Regions from separate parts of the Triticum aestivum genome. Here region 1 is linked to region 2. A link is a contact called in public Hi-C data. All regions are on one chromosome and are shown on one strand. The core of a region is the stretch at or near the end of the contact, and the rest is flanking DNA. Distances in the headings are between cores, read along the strand shown.

Region 1 (6,152 bases), core at 1,426-3,925, 180 kb after region 2:
ACTTGCAAACATCTAGACGAGGAATTCTTACCTTTGATACAATATAGTCATGACCAATGATCTACTGCAAATAAAAAAAACCTAGAGCAAGCATGAGAATATCTTGTGAAATATTGAAGGCTATGTAACCTTGTTGATGCTTATAGGTTAAAGAGGGCCGAATTCCAAGTGGCATATCATTGAACATTTCGATGAGCATTGAACATTTCAATGAGCATGTGGAAGGAAAACATAAACCTGCATACTACCTCCGTCCGGCTTTAGAAGTCCGGTCAGCCATCTTGCCCCGTCCGCATTTGCTAAGCCTGTGCCTTAAAGCTGCTGTGTTTTTCTCGTAATATGTGGCGTCTCCGGTGAGCTGATTGGGCATGCATATGCATGCATGCAAGAGAGAGAAACAGGTTGGTGCATGCACAATATTCATTAGATGCATGCGGGCAAGGCAGAGAAGGGTTGCATGCTTTGGGGGAGAAAAAGAGGGCACCTTGGTCCTAGAGAATCGGTCGGCGGGCCTTAAAAACCCGGAGGAAGGTAATACTACAGTAGGATAACCGACTTGTCTATAGTACATATGCATAGCAAGTGTAGTCACACACGCCTGTCAGCAAATTCAGAAAGGAGGAGTTGAGCAATATGCAATAAAATTATATACGGCGATGCCTAGATTCTATCTTTGCTTTGGAGCTGGTGGTGAAATAAGTTGGGTTTTCAGGGAGCATGGATAGTAGGAAGTAGGAACACCTGAGAGGGTTCCATGATCAAGGCTAGGTCGAGCCATGCTTATGCGACACCACCGTTCTTCTTTTTGTGCAAGACCATCATCATATTTTAGTGTGGTTGGATCCATGTGATGGTGCCACAATAGAAGTTTATCTAGAAGTAATGCACATAGATCAAAATTAAGAATGCCATATAATAGGTTAGCCATATACAGTTTGCTATGAGCCATTCAAAATCTAGGTGTGGTGCTGCTAAATCTCGCATCGTGCATAACAAAACACAATTTTGAGGGTGCACTATTTGGTTGGAACTTGTACATCATGCAAGAATTCGTAATCTGAACCTAAAAAACAAATAGAAAAGCAAAAATAGACATTATCGCAAGAATTCAAAAGTGGTTGCGGGTGAGTTTGCGATTCAGCACTTTTAGTCTTACTACGGACAAGTTTCCTCAGTAATCTGCGTTTATTTCTTTGGAACTATGTGCCCCTAGAAGCAGTTGTTAAGTAATATGATGCATGCTAACACTATATATTCAGTTCTTGCTGCCCACTACTGAATTAGCACGACTCCGCCATGCATTAGCACGACTCCACCATGCACCAGCATGTTCAGTTCTTGCTGCCCACTACTTCTGATGACTAAATCAGGACAATGCCCAAACAAAATATCACATTTTTTCATGTAAATATATAGATGTATGCTGACTTCCAACAAAGTTCAGAGCCTTCTACTCATCATCACTTGCAGACAAACTATAATGAATACAAAGGAACAATTTACCAAATGACTTACTGAGACAACTAAATAGACTCGGGAATATGTGCCCAGGTATTTAGTCCAAACGTGATTTTGTTTCTAAAACCTCCTTTAAGCACCGTCACTCAAAGATCCTAGTAAACATATAGAATCCATGGAAAACGTCACCTTAATCGACTGCATGAGTATGGCCTCGTCCTCGAATCTGAGCTCTGCATCAAAGCCATCAAAGAAACCAATGAGACAAAAAACCACAGCAAGGGAAGGGAGAGGCGTTGGGAGTGGGAGTAGCGAATGAGCATTTGGGACAACAAAGCCGAGGGCGAAGTGATCCACTCCTCCCAGTGCACCGATGCCCTCATCGACGAGACAAAGGGGGTAATAAGAGAGGGGACAGAGGGAGAGGGGGAGAAGATAGAGGCAAACCTGAACCACCTCAACCTCGTTGCTCCTGGTGCTCCGGTCGGCGAGCCTCCCTCCATGGCCGACCTCGCCCCCATTCGCCGCAGCACGACCTCCTTACTCCTACTTCTCAGGACAACGAGCCTTCCTCCATGGAGACCCCACTGCTTTTGCCCGCAGGTGCTGACCTTCTGCACAACCCAAGCCCGACCCGGGTGCCGCCATAAGCGACAGGGCGACGACGTCCTTCCCTGCCTCGTACTGGATCCGCGACAGCCGGTGAAGGCGCCGGGGCAATGGTGGGGAAGCAGGAGCAAAGGGGACGAGCACGCACACGCAAGGAGAAGACGCGCCGACGCAAGGGCGAGCGGAGGCGGCGAGACAAGGGCGTGAGGGCAAGCGGAGGCGGCGGCGCGACAGGAAGAGTGCGAGCGCGAGTGCGGGAGTGCTAGGTCACACCCATGTCGTTATTGGATATTTTTCCAACCATGTGAAATGACGGAAATACCTTTGGCGGGGCACTGAATTTACAGGCAGTGGCACGAACGAGAGGAACTATTCATTGCTAAAGCATCCAGTTTTGATCCGGCGGTCCAGATTGTCTGGAGGTTAGATCGAACGGTCCAAAACGCATCAAAAATCGAGATGAACGGCCGGATGTGCGAAATCGCTGTGAGCGCTCGGGGGCTTTGTCTTTTTTGTTTCTCGATTTTTCTCGATTGAAGTGGTTATTTACCGGAAGTAGAGTAGGGCCCACATTGAGCGATGACCGCCGAGACCCTCAAACTGTCAAACACTGACGGACAGAGTAAACACTGAAACACACACATCCACGCGGGGACAGCACGACCGACCCGCACGCACACGCGCGCGGCCCCGGCGACGTCACCGGAGGGAGACGGCGACGAGCTTCGGTCCCCACGACCTCCTCGCCGGAGCGCCCTAGGCGGCCTCCGCCATGGCTCGCCGGTCGTCGTCCTCCTCCTCGTCCGGGGCGTGGCGGTACCTCAACCCCGCCTACTACCTCAAGCGGCCCAAGCGCCTCGCGCTCCTCTTCTTCGTCTTCGTCGCCGCCACCTTCGCCTTCTGGGACCGCCAATCGCTCGTCAGCGAGTACGAGGTGCGCTCCCCCCGTCTCGCCCCTGGAGAATTCTCCCCTGATCCGGGTCGGAACCGCGGGGATCTGATTGAATTTGGTTCTTGCGGCCAAGTAGCTTCGAATTCGTCGCGGCGCTGGTTGGGCGCTGGATCTGGGTTTAGCGATGACTTGTGGTTTGAGCCGTCGGGATAAATGGGTTTAGGCTTGTCTGCCTATCTGGGGTTCATTTGGGAGAGATTGTGCCGAGGATCTGGCAGTCCGGTTGAATCTTGACGCTTTTGTCTGAGATTTGATCTTTTGAGCGAGTGGATCTTATGAGGGGCCACTAGGCTATAGCTCAACTATACGTGTGTAACGATTATTGGTATTAGTTTAGATTTCTTTCCAGCTTTGACTGTAAATTTGGCGAAGAATTGTATGTCTTTACAATCCTAGAATTAGTGGGATGAATATGGGTACAGTGAGGTACTTTAGCAGCTTAGAATTTTCTCAGGCGGGGAGACCTTAACTGTTTTAGTTAATCCGGGGAAATAATCCAGACCTTGCCATGTTTCTCAATTACTACATGGTGTAGATTTGGAGAACATAATACTAGTTGGAACATTATTATACATGGCACATGCAACTTTATGATTGTGGTTTGTAGTGAAACTGTTCATTGAATAGCTGTTGTATTCTGAGGAGTGACTGTAACTCTGATTGCCCTATTATGTTAGTATAGTCATATAGAGACTCATATTGGTTTAAGCTTGGCAAGATACAAATGTTCATTGGGACTTGTTATGAGTAATTAAATAATTTGGTGGATGCGAGTATGCGACACGTGAGCTGTACTATTTATACTACCGTTTGTTAGATATGCTAGTTAAGTTGATCCAGTTCTCAGTAATCGGATGAGTGAAATCTGAATTGGATGTAAGGTTGATATCCCATCTGCTAGTTAGAAATGCTATTTATTTGGTCTTTTCTCTATTGTAGTGCCCTTCTTGTGTGAGAGTGAATGAAGGTATAGTATTCAGTCAAGAAATTTTCGTAACGGCTCATGTATTTGACGTCATCACGGATGGCAAGGTATAGTGTGGCATTAGATTATTGTAGTTCATTGCCACTGTTACTGTGATCAGTAGGTATAGTTGGGCGTTGCGTGTGTATGGCTGTTGTGACATATTATTTGATTTAATTCGACTAATATAAATCTTTCTTAAATATGCATATACCTCTTACATTCCTATATCACTTGAGTTCCTTGTCAAATGTAAAGCTTAAGAACCTGAGCATCACTATAATTAGCGCTATCCAAAAGCAGCATGTGGCCAAGTTGAATTGTGCTTGTTGGCATGATAACTATGGCTGCTAAATGTGAATGAATAAGGATGAGGTTTTGGGATGCACTTGATAAATGTGTTCTTGCCGCTTCATTTAATTGGTACCATCTGTACTCCGTAGACATGCAGTTCAGCTTCTTTTTTTTTTTTTTGAAGAAAGGCATCGACTGTCATTTTATATTTCATTATTCATTGCTTGTTTTTCAACCTTATTTACTGTATTAATCTAATTTCTGTTTTCCTGTGTTGCAGTCTGAGATTTCCCAATTACAAAATGAAATAAATCAGTTGCATGGTCAGGTATGTACTATTGCAATATTTGTAACTTCCATGCTGGTTTACTTTCTTTCTTCCTTTTAATCAACATTATTCTTTTTCCTTTGAAAATTTAGCGCATTTTCTGTCTATGTAGTTAAGGAAGGCTGGTGTTCAACTGGAGGAAAATCCAGCAACTGAAATTCCCAGAAAAGATCTTGTAGAGATTGATCCTATTAATAATGAAAGGAGGGAAAAGGTTAAGGATGCTATGCTCCATGCCTGGAATTCCTATGTAAAGTATGCATGGGGAATGGATGAGCTTCAGGTATTTTAGTAATTCTGCTCTATAATTTGTTTTCATTTTCAATTTGTCTTGAAAAACTCCACAATGTTTTCGTTCTTCACCTTTTCAGCCGCAATCAAAGAATGGTGTTAATAGCTTTGGTGGTCTCGGGGCAACTCTTGTGGACTCGCTAGATACACTGTATATAATGGGCCTAAGAGATGAGTTTCAGAAGGCCAGAGAGTGAGTTCCACTTGTATTGAACCATGCAGAGATTTCAAAATGCTGCAGCTGGTTCTTTCGTTTCATCTATTACCAAAATTAGCATTTGATTTTAGTTTGCTTTTATGAAAGTTCAGTTCTGTACACGAAGCTGTGCCGTCATCTCCTTTTATTATTACATGATGTATAGATATGAATTCCCTAATTTGAAAATGAAGCTCATTATATACTCGAATTGGATGACCTTGGTATCGAGTGGCTTGTCGGCCTGTTGATGGAAGGCACACCATAAGGAGGTGCCAAGAGATAACAACACTGCTTGTATAGCTGGCCACCCAACAAGGATATCTAAAGCTACCAATCTTTTAAGACAGTTTCTATCTGGTCCACTGGAGATAAAGATATGCATTTAACTAATTAGGCTATGTTACCTTGAACTTCCTAATGTAAAAACATGCATTGGACTAATCCAATTAATAGGATATGATTCTAGCAATTCCATAGTTCTCATGGCCCTCAGGGGTGGTCAAGGGGGCTTGTCTAGGTGCATGGCTATTACAAGGCTTATTGGGCATTTATGTATTTTGTCCATATATTCCCTCTATGTTACAGGATAATCCGAAGGGTCTTCTTGACTATCTTTTTGTTGGGCAGTCTATTGGTTTCATGGCTTTCATCTGTTCTATCCATGCAATAAAAGACTAATATTTTATTAATGTATTAGATCTTTAGTGTCTCCGTTTCTTTTGTATCATCTCACATCATACTATTCCTTGCAGCCATTTGAATACTTTGTTGTGATTTATGTCATACTCCTGATCTGACTTGTGTCCATTTCATGATAATAGCTGGGTGGCAGAGTCATTAAGCTTTGACAAGGATTATGACGCAAGCGTTTTTGAAACGACCATAAGGTTGCATTACAAGGTTTATCTTTGTTACAGTATTCTTGCAGATATTTGGCTGCATAGGTCTATGCCATGTAGCCATATCACATTATGATTTACTAGCTTAACTGTCTAAGCTTCTGTTATATATTCGTATTTAGGGTTGTTGGAGGTCTCCTCAGTGCATATGATATGTC
Region 2 (6,043 bases), core at 862-3,361:
GCATGGTGGTCAGTATTGCAGCAGCCTTGCTCCTGCTACCCATTTGGTTATAGTTTCAGTTCTTGAGGTGTACAATTTTGACATATTGTACAAGAGGTGATGATTTAATGCTTTTTTTTGTATATTATGTGAGTGACAGGGAATAGGAACAGTAATGAGTCTATTGTTTATGCAGCTTCTCTCCAGCTGAGAGGCGTTACCTACACGACAAAAGATTGCATGTTGTCAGTAACAAGTGGTTAGAAGATTCAGTGGAGAAACAAATGAAATTGCCTGAAACCGCCTACAACCTTAAACCGGATACATTAGAAGAAATACAAATCGAAAGGAGGTATATGTTGAATGTTCACATTTGAAGGTTCAACGTATCCACCATTTCATCATCTCTGAAAACAACTATTTACCTTTTGATTGTTGATGTTTTATTTCAGTGAGGAAAAGGCCCAGCCCTCTAATGACAAGACTGCTGAAAATGAGGAGGTTGAAATATCTCATGTTAAACATGCAAGGAAAAGGGGCAGGGCGACAAGCAGTAGTTCGAGAACTGTACGGGCTGCTCCTAGGCCAGTCCGAACAACAAGGGCTAGAAGAGGAAATAAGCAGGCAAAAATAGATGATGGTGAACCTGAAGAAGACGGTCCTGGTGAAACAGGTCAAGATGATGAAAAGTCGAACACAGATCCCATCTCCAGGATGGAAGAAGATAGCAGTGACAAGCACCAACGACCACCTCGAGCTGCTCCTAGACCAGTTCGAAGAACAAGTGCTAGAAGAGGAACCCGGCAAGCGAAAATAGACTATCGTGAATCTGACGAAAGCGGCCCTGGTGAAACAGGTGAAGAAGATCAAAAGGTTGGCACAGATGCTGTCGTAAAGATGGAAGAAGATAGCCTGGATGAAAACCAAGGACCGCCTGCAGGGGCCCAGTTCATCACATTGGACGATCGAGAGCCCACAGTCGTCAAACTGAGTGCCGCAGAGGAGAAGACAGGCAGTCCAAAGTTCGAAAGCAAAGGAACTTCCCAAAGAACAGACGCTGGTGAAGGAGAGAGCATGGCAGGTGAGAAGATAGAACAGATGGTTGATCCTCTGCACGCGATGCTCCTCGACATGATACCGTCGCTTAGGGAAGAAGCGAGCAGCGATCCCCCAGCCAAAGTCGAGCATGATCCGCCGCGTGTGAGAAGTTCCATGTCGGATAACAGGGCTCCGGTGCCTGAGACAGGTGGTTCTGCATCCAATCCCGTGGCTCCGGCACCGCCGGCAGGAAGTTCGTCATACAGTGCGGGGGTTCCAGCCCCAGATCCAAATCCCGCGGCTCCCAAGAAGAAAAAGGTGAGCTACAAAGATCTGGCCGACGAGTTTCTGAAAGATTGGTGAGAGTGCTTCGGCTCTGTGGGCTCGGGGTAGCACGTACGCCGTACGTCTTTTTCACCGTTTCCACGGTCCTGTAAATATGACAGATGCTTGTAACCATCAACCTTGTCCGTACCATGGCCCTAGTTATCTCGTGGAGTGAGAGCATAGCAGAGACTGTGAGTTGTGCCTGAAAAAATTGATGCTGGACCAAACTGTGATGGCTTCCAGCACTCGGTGGCCTGCAGTGTGTACCGTAGCCGCGTCGGTAGCCTGGTTCGGCCCTATGGATTGGTTGGTTTTCCGTCAGGCGTCGACGCGTCCATTGCCGATGCCGTCGTGCGCTTCAGCCGGCGGCCAACTACAGAACCGCTTACGCACCAGGACGGCCCGCCTGTCCAGGTCTCAGATGAGGCCTCGTGTAGCGGAAGACGCACGACGCGACACCACGGGCTCACGGTGGGCGTGACGGGTGGTCGGCAGCACTGTGAAAGAAATGCACACGATGTGTGACGGGTGGACCACATTGAAACTTGACGTGCCAACGGCCTCCGTGTCGGCAACACCGGACAGGTCTAGTATTTTTTCTAAAAAAAAGGTCCTCTGGTTGCCGTCCTAGTCGACCCACCGTGAGACAACGAGCCACACTATCCGTGTCACTGACAAGCCGGTCTCCTCGCGCCCCAGCCTCCCAGGAAGGTTGGAGCCAAGCGCAGCCCCCCGTGGCACTCACTGACCGTATGGCCCCCACGGCTAATGCGGCCCCAGTTGCCATTCTATACGCCATGAATATTCGCGAGTAACTGGCGCGTCCCCATCCGAGCTTTTCCTCCTCACCTGTCGTCTCCCTCGACTTCTTTCTTTCCATCCGTCACCCCTCTCTCTGTCTCACTGGTTTTCTCCACTCCCCCAACCTTCATGTCAGCCCCCTTCTCCTTGACCAAAAATCCAGCCCCTTTCCACTTCTGGAGGCGTCGGCGATGGCATTCAAGCAGGTCTTCTGCGCCCTGCGAGAGGTCTTCCCGCAGGTATGGATTGGTCCGGCTGGCTGGCTCCACAAGATTTGTTCATGTTTTTGTTTGGAATACCTCAAGGTCAATTTCTTCTATGTAAATATGTAATAGTCCTATTTAGCAAAAATAAAATAAAAAATGGAGTAATTCATCTAGCTTACACGCGAAGATTCTATTTGGAGAATCTTATTTTCGGTCCTCTGCATTTTGGATTTTCCTGGGCGTGCTCTAGCTCCTACAAGGCACCACCGTATGGGTTGCCGACGAACTGTTTGATGAAATCTATTAATAGGACAATTCAAAAGATCTGTTGATAGACTCCCGGGAGCATTTCAGTGTTTCTTGGAGGGAGGTAAATTTCTGCTTTAGGCCAATAAAGGATAATTTATAATACTATTGAGAGAGAATGCTCTGCTCAGTATGTACAATCATATATGGAAGGGACATCAGTAGTAGGTCTGCACGTGCATAATATAAGTCCAGCCAAGTAATTATAGGGAAATACAGTAAAAAATAGTGACAGAAGATGCAAGGAGCCAACAGCCAAATAAAATGCACAAGTATCAAGTCATTTATGCTGACATTATTCAACCTTTCCAAAAAATAAATATAAAATTCTGACATTCATTGTGCGGCCTTGCTGGATTATGGATTTCCCTGTCAACCAATGCCAAACATGGTTTACTTCATCCTGGAGACTGGATTCATTAACATGAACCACCTCCTACTGTATTTACGCGACCAATTCTAATATATGTGCAACTGTACATCAAGATAAAGAAAACATGGCATATTTAAGGTTATTTTTTCCCCTTTGTATTTGTGTTACAGGTTGATCTTCGAATATTGAAGGCTGTAGCCAGTCAGTATTCCTCTGATGTTGATGCAGCTGTTGGATTTGTTCTTTCCGATGTCATTCCAGCAGTAAGCGAACCTACTGAAACAGTTTTTACACTCCAAGATGTTGATTATGCAGAACACGACCATACTGATTGTAAGTAACTTTGTGCACTGTGTTTTGCACCGTTTTTTTTCATTCCTGTTGTTTGTTTTCATCCATTACATGGAAATACTTGTAGCAATCAAATATGTGCATCTGCTAGTTGTTTATTCAATGGGGCCTTCAGTCTCATGCTTGTTTGTTTCCAAATGTTAGCCAGGAAATCTAACTTGCACTCTGGAGGGATATCATTGGTGGATCTAGGAGCTCGAGAGGATACCAGTGCCCTATTTGGTACGTCAGCTGAGAGCAGTGGCACTGTTGGTGAATGTGATCCGTTTTCAGATTATGATGGACCATTCCAGAGTAAGAACAAAATAGAAAAATGTTCCCAGATCGAGGATAAAGTGGTGATAAATGAAACAAGAATTCCTACAACAGTAATGAACAGCCTTCTTCAGGAGCATTATGCTCTGCTTGGATCGTCATCGACATCTGCAGCGGAGCCACATATGATGGAGTATGAGCAGTCTGATTCAGGAGGATGTAATGATCATTGTGCAGCTGAAAAAGATGAAGTGACTCCAGAGACTGAAATAGGCAACCACAAACACTGTAATGATAATTATGAGCTATCAGATTTGCTTGCCTCTTCTGGGAATATGTTGCCATTATTTAAGGAGAGCCCTTCAGATTGTGCAGTGAAACATGGAGGGCAAGTGCCTCTGAAACTTTCTGATGAGGTAAGTAAACATGATTTCGACAAGTCAGAAGATAACTGTTACTTGGAAACCTTACTTGTGAATTTTCACTCAAAGGAAGACAAACAGACATCAAAGAATTTGCCAAATGCTCCAACTGTCCATACGCTCTCCAACCCAAAGGATAATAATGACTTACAAGTTCTGTTTGAAAACAAAGATAATGCTGGAGAAGAGTTGGGTGCACTCTGTACTGCAGAAAATACCCCCGAGCTCCACAAGTCAGCAAATGATGGCAACTTCTACAATTTATTTGGCGATCTATGCACAGTTGACGAGACAACAAAAGTACCATTGAATTTTACTGAGGAGAAAAATGAGCAGTCTTTTGTTAAGCTAGACAATCAACACAAGCTATTTGACTTATTTGCCTCATCCAAAATCGTAGATAATTCATTACAACCCTTTCAAGAAAAGGGTGGTTCCGAGACAGTTCATAATGAGGAGCTACCTTCAATACATCTCAATTTCAATAATCGCCGAACTTTTACTAGTACGTGCAATTTCGATGGTGATAAGTACTACTCCTTATGCCCGATGGTTGAGCTTGATGCAGATCAGCCTAATGAAGAATGGATGATGCCTGGTGCAGATAAAAGTGAGGGATTTCTTGATAACTCCACTCAGTCATTTCATATCACTGAAATAAACAAGAATATTTCTGATATCACTAAAAGCAAGGTAACTGTTGTACGACTAAGGCTTTCTCCTTAGAAACAATATTTTTAATCCTACTTGTCAATAAACCACTTTAAAAGCTCAGTATGTTTTTTCGTATCTTCTTATTAGTCTCAGGCCAGGTGTTTTTTATATCAGTTTGATTTTAATATATTACCCTTTATCGAAAAAAAACATGCTTATTAGTCTAAAAATACGGTACAAAGCCAAGTCAATGGGATTGCTTTTGATTCAATCCTTACTCTTAATTATGAAATCACAAATTATCAGTTACCTAGTTATGTTTTTGTAAACTGTGAAGTTTAATCTTTTATCAGTCATTGGCATGCATGCAGCCAGTAATTTCTCTTTTTTCTCACTTGAAAGCATTAGGACAATACACTGAAACAAATTGAGAAACATATGTTCTGATTCTCAAAAAAATTGAGAAACATATGGGTCCTGCTTTATGTCCCGATTTGGATGGCGTGCCACTGATAGACTTCTTAGTTTATAGAGTAGTCTTGCTGTGGGTATAATAGCTCTTGGTTGTTATTGGCCAGGATATTTTGGTCTCTTCTTCTTTAGTCGAGATTATTTTTCTTGTTGATGTAATAAACTCTGTAATAAGTGTGGCTGCATGCATCTATGATGCAGAGGCCGGGGTTAAAAAGCTTCCATTATCTTAATAAAATGGGTCCTGCTTGATTGGCACCAAAAATTTCCAAGCCAATGTTTATTGAATTTTTTGCTTTGTTTAAGGCCTGAATTTTCCAGATTAGTCATTGGTAAGCCAAGATTTTGCATGCCAACACTTGCCAAATTATGGTACCGAATTTTGTAATAAAATTTAAACTATTCTGTAATATACATAAGAAAATTTGGTTAAATATACAGAACACAATAGTTTGATCATGAATTTTGTAGAAAGTTCACATAAAGCTCGTTGCAGGAATCATTGAGCTGTTTGTATGAATCAACAATCATGAAAATGAAAGAGGTTGAGCTTCAGGAGGAAAAGTCTCGACTAGCAAAACAAAATGCTGACAAGGCACATCAAAATTTTCTTGCCATGGCAGAGCACTTTAACCAGCTCATTGAGAATTCGAAAGAGTCAAATGATAAGGTACCATGTTCTTAATGCTCTGGTATCTTCATATGTATTGAAAAATGAGGCTTACTATTCATTCATTCATAAATAGCAAGCTCAAGTATTGTGTGGAGAAAATTGTTCGTTGGTGGCTCTAACTCAGGACCTTCAGTCTAAGCTTACCAAATTGGCTGCTCAAAGAAATGAAGCGCTTACAGCTGTTCAG

What was found. A called contact is a pair of places that touch in the nucleus more often than the background predicts.
Region 1: a contact with region 2 is called in a Hi-C map of leaf, with 2.3 times the contacts expected there. The contact joins the promoter of LOC123190260 here to the promoter of LOC123190259 in region 2. A contact is called at or near these places in 2 of 5 Hi-C or Micro-C datasets (both in leaf).

What each region holds. Positions count from the first base shown.
Region 1 is chr2A:688,778,283-688,784,434 of IWGSC CS RefSeq v2.1, forward strand. LOC123190260 (mannosyl-oligosaccharide 1,2-alpha-mannosidase MNS1) reads left to right here and starts at 2,676. Exons shown (of 14, transcript XM_044602871.1): 1 at 2,676-3,001; 2 at 4,558-4,605; 3 at 4,718-4,888; 4 at 4,977-5,089; 5 at 5,917-5,982; 6 at 6,117-6,152. The coding sequence starts at 2,840.
Region 2 is chr2A:688,600,308-688,606,350 of IWGSC CS RefSeq v2.1, forward strand. It overlaps LOC123190259, which reads left to right and starts at 2,112. Exons shown (of 9, transcript XM_044602870.1): 1 at 2,112-2,384; 2 at 3,201-3,363; 3 at 3,526-4,563; 4 at 4,663-4,751; 5 at 5,680-5,853; 6 at 5,930-6,043. The coding sequence starts at 2,337. It overlaps LOC123190257 (putative DNA ligase 4), which reads left to right. Exons shown (of 27, transcript XM_044602868.1): 25 at 1-96; 26 at 176-331; 27 at 432-1,529. The coding sequence ends at 1,380.